3 separate regions of the Mus musculus genome follow, and all the other regions are linked to region 2. Evidence: chromatin contacts called from public HiChIP or PLAC-seq and promoter capture Hi-C data. All regions are on one chromosome and are shown on one strand. Each heading gives the region's core, a stretch centred on a gene start, on an enhancer-like site or on the middle of the called end of the contact. The rest is flanking DNA. Distances are from core to core; before and after follow the strand shown.

Evidence for each region. Promoter capture Hi-C pulls out the DNA fragments that hold promoters and counts their contacts. HiChIP or PLAC-seq counts read pairs in DNA pulled down with a chosen protein or histone mark.
Region 1: a promoter capture Hi-C map of embryonic stem cells shows a contact between it and region 2, with 2.3 times the contacts expected there. The contact joins the promoter of Rmi2 here to the promoter of Emp2 in region 2. A contact is called at or near these places in 4 of 39 promoter capture datasets (embryonic stem cells and stem cell-derived epiblast-like cells).
Region 3: a contact with region 2 is called in a FOXA1 HiChIP or PLAC-seq map of pancreatic cancer cells. The contact joins the promoter of Litaf here to the promoter of Emp2 in region 2.

Annotation. Positions count from the first base shown.
Region 1 is chr16:10,833,469-10,836,783 of GRCm38.p6, reverse strand. It overlaps Rmi2 (RecQ mediated genome instability 2), which reads right to left and starts at 1,725. Exons shown (of 2, transcript NM_001162932.1): 1 at 1,394-1,725. The coding sequence starts at 1,694. It also overlaps the pseudogene Gm17913.
Region 2 is chr16:10,312,633-10,315,630 of GRCm38.p6, reverse strand. It overlaps Emp2 (epithelial membrane protein 2), which reads left to right and starts at 1,663. Exons shown (of 5, transcript NM_007929.2): 1 at 1,663-1,819.
Region 3 is chr16:10,991,333-10,994,595 of GRCm38.p6, reverse strand. It overlaps Litaf (LPS-induced TN factor), which reads left to right and starts at 1,475. Exons shown (of 4, transcript NM_019980.2): 1 at 1,475-1,550.

The DNA.
Region 1 (3,315 bases), core at 476-2,975, 520 kb before region 2:
AGACTTTCTGAGCAGGAAGCATTCTTTAGAGAGGCAGGGCTGATTTTTACAGAGAAGGAAGCCATGGAAAGGCAGGCCTGCTGAATCTGTAGGCTTCCTTTAGAAGTCTCCTGGAGCCTGTGTTGAAGCTTCAGAGTCAAGTATAGGCAGGCCTTGTCTATCTGGGTCACAGGTGCAACCACGCAGTTCACGAGGCCCTGTGTATGATATGTGTTTCCTAATGAGATGAGGCTCCAGGTACCTGATGCCGGTCTCAGAACATCTGCTTCTCAGAACACACAAGTGCCAGGCATTGGACCAGATGCTAGAGTCAAGCTATCAGAACCACAGTGCAAGAACTGCAGTAGCTCAAAGGGCAGCCTCAAACCCTGCAATATCAGCATCTCCTTAGAGGGTATTAGAAACAACTCTTAAGACTCAGAAAACCTGCTGGGCGTGGTGGCACATGCCTTTAATCCCAGTACTAGGGAGACAGAGGTAGGTGGATTTCTGAGTTCGAGGTCAGCCTGGTCTACAAAGTGAGTTCCAGGACAGCCAGGGCTATACAGAGAAACCCTGTCTCGAAAAAACAAACAAACAAACAAACAAACAAAAATATGAGTACAGACTTAGGGCTGGGATTGCTTGCGTAGCATGCACAAAGCCCCCAGTTTGATTCCCAGCAGCGTATGAACCAGATGGAGCAGCATATGCCTAGAATCCTAGCACTCAGGAGATGGAAGCAGGAAGCCCGGGTGTCCAAGCTACACAATGAATTTTAGGTCAGTCTAGGCTAGACACTGCCTTAAAAACACACACACACACACACACACACACACACACACACACACACAGAGAAAAAGACAAGCAGACATTTCCTGAGAAATTATTTTCAAAACATACGGGGAAAAATGAGAAAAACATCTACAGGGATAGAACTGTGACACAGAATTGCAAGGCTCAAAACTGGGAAGGTGGGATAGCCTCGGGAACCTACAGGCGTTTTAGTAGATGTACTTGTTTACTATTCTCGCTGTCTGGGTTAAACCCAAGGACTCATCAATGTTAGGAAGTGCTCCCACCCCAGGCCCTCTTTACTTTTTGTTCTGAGACAGGCTCTCACTGAGTTGCCTTACGTTGGCCTTAAACTCACTTCGTAGCTCAGTCAGGCTTTGAACTTTGCCATCCTCCTGCCTCAGACTCCTAGTATTGGGATGGAAGATGTGTACCTCCAGGCCCGGCTGGAACCTACATCTTAGAAAGCGGGGATAGGTGTTGCTGTCATCCAAGAGGATGGGTGGGGAGTCACTTGACAGGGGCTGGGCCAGGAAGGAGGGCTAGAGCCTGGAGGTGGGACCGCCCCGCCCCGCCCCGCCCCGGGGAGGACCTGCAGAGCCGGTCCCGCCCACGTTACCTGGGAGGAGGCAGGGCCGGCCGCGTGGTACGCGCTCCAGGCCGCGCACAGAGAAGGCTCCGCTCGAGTCGCGCAGCCGGGCCTGGCCGCCTTCCGCCGCCAGCACGGTACCCTGCATCCACACGGCCACCAGCTCCAGCGGAGCGCGGCCCACCGCCGCCCGCGACAGCCGCCACGCGCCCGGGCCACCCTCTGCGTGCCGCCGCAGCTGTCCTGCCAGTACCTTGAGTGGCGGCAAGCGCGGCAGCCGCACGGCCCCGGGGCCACCGGAGGACAGCGACTCGGACGCCGCAGCCGCCATGCTGCGCCACCACCGCTTTCCCGCCAACTCTGACGGACGGCGGGGGTTTGGCGAGCGGCAGCCAATCAAGAGCGCGCCTGCCCGAGGCAGCCAATGGATGGGGGCGGGACAGCCGCGTAACCGCCAGAAGCTGAAAGATTCAACTGAATTAAATAGAAAATAGATACGCTAACAAATGCAGGGAGATACGGAATTTCCTCTCCTAAGGAAGAGCAACGATTTAAGCCATATGTCTCCGTTCCAGTTTACTAAAAAATAAGACGCACTCAACAGTAGTTGTAGATGATCGATTAATTTTAAGAGCCGAAATAAAATGTGCACCCTTAGCAAAACATTACCACACGAAAAGCCGAGATGCAAGTAGATCCCTTGGACCTTTTTGATACGAAATCACATCTACACACAGGAGAGAGAGTTCCAGAGGAATAGTTTAAGCATGGCCCCAAACACAAATTTATGAATGGATTGGTTGTACTCTTTTAATACCTCAGAGATGACGCTGAATATGCGCTGCGCTGGTAACTTTGGTTAAGATATCAAGCATCTTTAGAAATTGGTCTTGTGCCCAGACTACACACACACACACACACACACACACACACACACACACAGTATTCCTGAAATTATAAGAGTTTTATCAGGGGAAATCTTTAAAAAGAAAATAAATACACTTATTTGAATTTAACGATTAAAAAAGTATCAAAACAAATTTTGGTGGTTCACACCTATTTAACTCTAGCACTCACCAGGGCTGGAAGATGAGTTCAAGGTCATCTTTAGCCACAGAGTGAATTGGAGTCCAACCTGGTATACAAGAGCCCTTCCTGGAAACACCATAACAAGTAAATTAAACAATTTCCTCTTTCAGTTCGGGATATTGCTCTATAGGAGAGTGTTTACCTAGCAAGAATGCTCACCAGGCAAAATCACTTGCCACCAAATCTGATATCAGATCAGAGTTCCATTCCCAAAACCCATGTGAGAATTAACTCCCATAAATTGTTCTCTGACTTCCACAAGTGCGCTGCGGCACACGTGCATCCTGGTAAGTTATTCTCTGCTGGTGAAATGAGTCAATTCAAGCCAAATCGAAGTACGCAAAGGCAGGCTTATGGGGAAGCCGCTCTTGGGTCGGTTCTCTGGTCCCAAGGAAGGAGGCCAGGGAAGTCGACATGGGGAGGAAGACAGAGGGGAGGGGGTAGAGAAAGAGTGTGCATGTGCTGGGAGAGAGAGAGAGAGAGAATGCAGAGAGGGAGAGAGAGAGAATGCAGAGAGGGAGAGAGAGAGAATGCAGAGAGGGAGAGAGAGAGAATGCAGAGAGGGAGAGAGAGACAGGTGGGTATACAAGGTGCAAGGTAGGAACTAAGGGATGCTGGAAGGATGGGAGAACCTGGAGATGAAGTCCACTTTGGTTTGTAAAAAATGCACCTCAGCTGTTTGTCCCAAGTCTGAATCCTAACTCTTCCCACTACACACACACAGTAAATAAATGCAAAATATCTTTAAAAACACAAACAAACAAACAAAACTTGCCACCTTTGAGTGACTAATTTATCACTAAGTCTTCTTCTTCTTTTTTTTTCCTTCTCCGAGACAGGGTTTCTCTGTGTAGCCCTGGCTG
Region 2 (2,998 bases), core at 414-2,913:
GCATTTTCCTGACCACCATGTGGGCATGGCCATCCCTGGGTCCTTTCCCAGGTCCAGGTGGGCCTGGACTATATACGGTACTGAGCAAGTCAAAGGCCATAGTCATCAGCCTTCCTCCACAGTCTGCACCAGCTCCTGCCCCAGGTTCCCACCTGAGCTCTGCTTTTCCTGAAGTGTGAGGTGCAACCAATCCTTTCTTCTCTGAGTTGTTTTTGGACCTGGTGTTTATCACAGCAGCAGGGGCAGAGGATAATAAGGACACTTGCCACTAGATGTGAGGACCTGAGTTCTCTCCTCAGGATCTATACAGTGGAAGGTTCTCTCTGCTCTCCATGTGTGCTCTCCATACACACAAGCAAATAAGTAAGTGAACAAATGTAATTAAAAAAATACTGAAAACAGAAATAACTGATGTGGCAAGAAGGCTCTGACAGGTGAAGGCACTTGCTGTCCAAGCCTGGTGGCCTGGTGATCCTCAGGAGCATTGCCAAGAAGGAAGGAGAAAATCAGCTCTTCAAAGTGCATGCGCGCGTGCACACACACACACACACACAGAGAGAGGGGGGGGGGAGAGAGAGTGAGGAGAGAGAGAGAGAGGAGAGAGAGAGGGGGAGAGAGAGAGAGTGAGGAGAGAGAGAGGGGGGGAGAGAGAGAGAGAGAGAGAGAGGAGAGAGAGGAGAGAGAGGGGAGAGAGAGAGAGGAGAGAGAGGAGAGAGGGGGGGAGAGAGAGAGAGAGGAGAGAGAGAGGGGAGAGAGAGAGAGAGGAGAGAGAGGAGAGGGGGGGGAGAGAGAGAGTGAGGAGAGAGAGGGGGGGGAGAGAGAGGAGAGAGAGGGGAGAGAGAGAGAGAGAGGAGAGAGAGGAGAGGGGGGGAGAGAGAGAGGAGGGGAGAGGGGAGAGAGAGAGAGGAGAGAGGAGAGGGGGGAGAGAGAGAGAGAGAGGAGAGAGAGGAGAGAGGGGAGAGAGAGAGAGAGAGGAGAGAGAGGAGAGAGAGGAGAGAGGGGGGAGAGAGAGAGAGAGAGAGGAGAGAGAGGAGAGAGGGGAGAGAGGGGAGAGAGAGAGAGAGAGGAGAGAGAGGAGAGAGAGAGGGGAGAGAGAGAGAGAGAGAGAGAGAGAGAGAGAGATTAAAAGTGCTTAAGAAAAGAAAAAGAGAAAGCAAGGATACAATGCCCAATTGAGATCACAACTTGGATCCTCTATATCAAACTTCTCAGGCCTGGCCAGGCTTGAAGGAATCTTAAGACTGGTCCTTATGGTGGTCTTACTTCGGGGAAGGAATTGATTTTTCAGTTATGGCTTGGCTCATATCAACTCAGCCTCTCCAGGAGGCACCGAGTGTGGCCTTTAGGCCTCAGGACAAGGTCCCGCCACGCCTTCCTTTTCTATCATAGGAAACTGAGGCAGGAGAGATTAACAACCAGCTAAATTAGTAAGAGACAGAGAGGGCTGCTCGGAAAGAAGTGGAAATCTCAGGGTCCTGACCCTGCAGTCAGGAGAAGAGGGGCGGCAGAGATGAGAAGGGCAGCGATGATCCCAGCAGGAGACTTCCAGCTCCCTCGAACTTTACAGAGTGCTGCTGGACGGCCCAGCAAGGGGAGGTGGGGGGGGGGGGGGCGCCCGGCCTCCCGTGGTCCCGCCCCCTGGATCGGCGGCTCCTGACATCACGGGCGGGCAGGGAGGCGGGCTAGGGAGAGGGCGGCAGGGAGGAGGCTCGGCAGCCCGGAGGGCGGAGGACGCCGCGCAGTCCCAGCCCCAAGCTTCAAAACAGCCGGCGCCTCGCCCCACGCGCAGCCCGCCACTGTGTCCAGACGCCCGTGCCCGGTGAGTTGGGGGCGCGACAAGGGACTGCGGTGACGTCGGGGTTCCGGAATGACAGGGAGCAGTGTGCCCTCTTTAGGAATCGGGACAGGCCAGGGGATCCGTGCTTGACGGGGAAGGGTTGGGGTGCGGTTCGTGCGGCAGTCCCGTTGCTCCTTCTCCAGATTTCTGTGGCGCAGACCTTCCCTTTGGTGCCCCCCAAGGCCACCCTGCCACCCCTGGGTGGCATTCGCCACCTTTTGCGTCCAAGTGGGCGGGAAAAGTCTGGGAAAGAGTCAGGGCGGATCCCCTCTCCACCATCGCTGGCCCAAAGCTCTGAACTCCAGAGTAGCCCACTTGTTGCCTGTTGTACTCAGCGTCTGATTCCCAAGCAGTACCAATCAGACAGGACCTGGTCCTCGGGTCCCTGAGGGCCGCGCACTCCTCCGGGTCTGGGCTCCGTGGCGCCCCACAGCGGCGAGGGGGCAGCTTCCTTGGGTTCTTAACGGTGTCCCAGCCTGGGGGGTAAGCTCCAAGGATGGCCCCCCTGCCTGCTCTTGACTACTGTGGCAGATCTGTGGGCTTTAAAGGGAAGAAGGGATGGCACCCATGATTCCACGGGAAAAGGAGGTATAACTGAGTGTGCATGCCAAGCTTGGAGAAGGACTGAAGCATCTAGGTTCAGTTCAGGAGGGTCCCACTACTATGAGGCATCTAGAACCTACAAGTTCAAAGGCAATCCAGAGTGGGTGGTGATCATTGCCAGGCGATGGAGATGGCTGGGATTTTGGACTATTTAACAGGTACAGATTTAATTGCGGATGATGGAACGTTTTGAGTATAGATAGTAGTGGGCGTCACTCAACATTGCTGGTTCATTTCAGGCCATGTGCTTGTAGAATTACAAATGGTTTACATCATAAATGCTGTGCTCTTACCACAATGAGAGGCACAAAAGACGCCTCTAGCCGCCTCTGCTTGAGCATTCCGAATCAGAGAGAAATTCCAAAACCTAGACATGGAGGCTGACCACCTCTCCCTGGAATGTCACTTTCAAATAATGTAAGGGGTTCAGTAGGATGGATCCATGCAGGTTACAGGAGAGACCCAAGGGAAGAGAATGTGGAAGGCCAATGGGAGTATGCATTGGGCTTCTCCCGCCTCCTCCCAGAAAGCCTTATTCTGGGAGACACCTGGCCTAGA
Region 3 (3,263 bases), core at 226-2,725, 680 kb before region 2:
GTTTATTTTTTTAATTAAAAAAAATTTAAGGGAGAGCTTGAACCCAGTCTGTATCCCAACTACTCGTCCCATACCACACATTAAGCATTTGAGGTACCCATGTTTGGGGAAACCCTAGGAACAGCATGTGAGGAATACAATGGATAAGCCTCACCCAGGGAAAAGCAATTACATGACCATAATATGGTATTTCCTTTGCCAGGTGTGCTCCATTATACTTTTTGGTATAGAATCTCAATTGAACCAAGGCTCTCCAGTTCTGTAGTCTGGCTGCCAGCAAACAACAGGGATCTTCCTATCTCTCCCATCCCAGCACCGAAATTACAGAGGAGGATTTAGGAGGCAGGGCCTATCTGCTAAGGGTGGCCATTGAAGGTTAACTCTATTCCTTGTCTCTGATCACTCCCTCTTCTCCAGCCTGGTCTACTGTAATGTGAGTAGCATCGGCATAGCTTCAGCTGCCATAATCTCAACAGCTTTGCCAAATCTTTCCCACGGAGATGGACTGAAACCCTCTCACACTGTGACCCAAAATAAACCTTTTCTTCCTGCAGCCTTTTCTGTCTGCTACTGTGCTCACATTAAAGCAAGGGGATAAAATGTAAGCCATGCATGGTAACATACACTTTTAGCCTCAGCACTAAGGAGACAGAAGCAAGCAGATCTCTGTGAATTCAAGGCCGGGTGGGGCTACACAGTGAAACACTACTGTGAGCTTGTGTGCGCTCACGTGTGCGTGCACCCCCCCACCCCCCCCACACATGTACGTTGTAAGAATGTTTTTTTTTTTTTGTATGTGTGGGATGAGTTGAGACAGGGTCTCATTGTGTATCTGAGGTTGGCTTCAAACTTCCTATGTCTCTCAGATTAGCCACATTTTTTTTGAGAAACTGTTCAGCCGTAAAATGTGCTGGGCTTGTGGCACTATACTCATTTATGGGCCGCTGGGTATGAACCCTGTTTTCATGCATGCTAATGTTAGCCCTCTAACAGCTGAACTGCAGTCTGGCTAGTTTTTGTTTTTTTGAGACTGGTCTCACTATAAAGCCTTAGCTTGCCTGGAACTGTTTTAGATCAGGCCGATCTTGAATATACGCCTCTACCCTCAGTACTGTTCATCATATAATTTTATTCAAATTATAAACTTTCATCAGCTACATAACATACAAATGTTGTCTCCCATTCTGTAGGTTGTCTTTATGCCTTGACTTTGGTGGAGGTGTAGTTGTGGCTGTTAGAAACAAAGAATAATCTCTCCCCTCCCTCTCCCAGGCCTCGCGGCTCCAGAGTCCGCCTCCCGCCCGACCTTTTGGCCCCGCCTCCGCGCGCCCCGCCTCTCGCCAGCCCACTCAGGTCGTAGCTTCATCCCTACTCCTCCTGCCTCAAGGCTGTTACTCCTCCCCTCCTAGACCCCACCCCATCTGGCCCTTTCCAGCAAGCCACGCCCCGAAACATCTCCGCCCCCGGCTCGCCCTGCCTCCCCGGAGCCCTCCCGGCCCGCGCGCGCGGCCAGAGCAGACCTCCCGGCTCGACTGGCGGCGCGGGCAGCGGTGAGTGCGGCCCTGCTGGGTGCCCGGTGGGGAACACCAGATTCGGGGCGCTGGGCACGGGGCGGCAACAGAGGCGAGGGTCGGGCTTTGCCACCTGCCTAGAGTCCCGGGGCACCGCGCTCTCCTTGGGGGGCGAGCAGGGATGTCGTGGGACCCGGGGTGGCGCGCTCTGGGCGGGATTGAGGGCGAGGGGTCCCAGCAGTGCGGTTGTGTTTGGTTCTCAGTCTCGGACTACCCAGCTTCCGTCCGAACCTCACCAAATGATGCCCCTCGGGCTTATAGGAAAAGGCGCGACTTTCTCTAGTAACCTTTAGTATCTAAGTTGCGATTTGGAGAACGCCCCTGTGTGTACTCTGAAAGCAAAAGCGAATAGAGAAAAAGTAGAGTAACTTTCCAGATGCTCTTTAGCTGTTCCGGGCCCACGCGTCTTTTGCTCTTATCCCTGTGAGTTTCACACGGGTTCCCAGACCGGTGCGAGCGTATCGGAGAGCAGGGGAACTTCAGGATCGCGGAGTCTAGAGCCCAGGCGAAGGAGGACGTGACCCCCGCCTGTCCTGCCAGCCCAGTTCTTACTTCCCAGTGGTTTCCAGGTCCGTGTGGGTCTAGACGGTGCTTTTGATCGTCATTCGGTATCGTGCCCCCAGCTTTCCGTTGAGGTTTAAGAGGAAGAGGTGAGGAGAGCATGGGTGTGTTTTAGAAAGGGTCGTTTGGACATTCCCTACCTAATACTTTGTCGGGTTTGTGCTTCCGGAGAGTGAAGCTGATGTCATTCTCTGTTGGACTGAGCGGTAGTCATTGGGAAATAGTTTGTGGAAGTCACGGGGCTCTCTAAGCTCATCCCCTTTTTGCTGTTTTGAGACGGTCTTAGATAGTCCAGGCTAGCATCCCAACTCCATATGTAGCTGAGGCTGGTCCTGGACTTTTCTGCCTCCACAGTGTTGAAATTACAGGGTTGTGCCACTGAGCCGCTCCTCCAGCCTTTTCTGAATTAAACCGTCCTCCCCTGAGTGAGCTGAAGCTGGTTCAGGGACTCCTGGACTCCATATTGGAGTCCTTTGAAGGAAAATCATTTCTACCACTAGGTGCTTGCCTCCTCTTCTGCCCTCCGCTCCAGCCTTCTCAGATTGGCTCTTTTAAAGTAGAACTAATGCAGAGAGAAAGGAGCTGAGTGGTATCACTAATTCCTCCAGCGATTGGCTTTATCAGTTGGATCAGGATCCAGAGGGTGTGTCGCTTGCCTTGCCTGACCTAGAATAACACCCATACTTCATCTTCTCAGCCAATCCTTGTTCTGCCTTCTAAAGGTGTTCAGGCCAGCTCAGAAATATTTGTTGTAGATCTACTTACTGTGGGAGAGGCCCATTGTCCTCCTTCCTATTCCACTAAAGGCATTAATAATGAATGGTTTTATTCCTGCCTGAAAAAATATCCTTATGATAGTTTACTGAATCAAGTGACACAGTGATTGGTATCAGATCCACCCAGTGTCTTGAGTCTCTAAGATACTAGACTCCCTAGATAGTAGCTCCCTTCCTTTGGCGGATACATTCCTTTGTCCATCAATACTTTTATGGCCTGGCCGTAGGAGGGGAAAGGGCTACCCCTTGTCCTTTGAAAATGCTGAAAAAATGGCTCCTGGCCCTAAGTGGCTTATGCTATGGGCGAAAAGCAGGCGTGCTGTTGAAAAGTTCAGAGCTTAGCTCAGAATCCCAG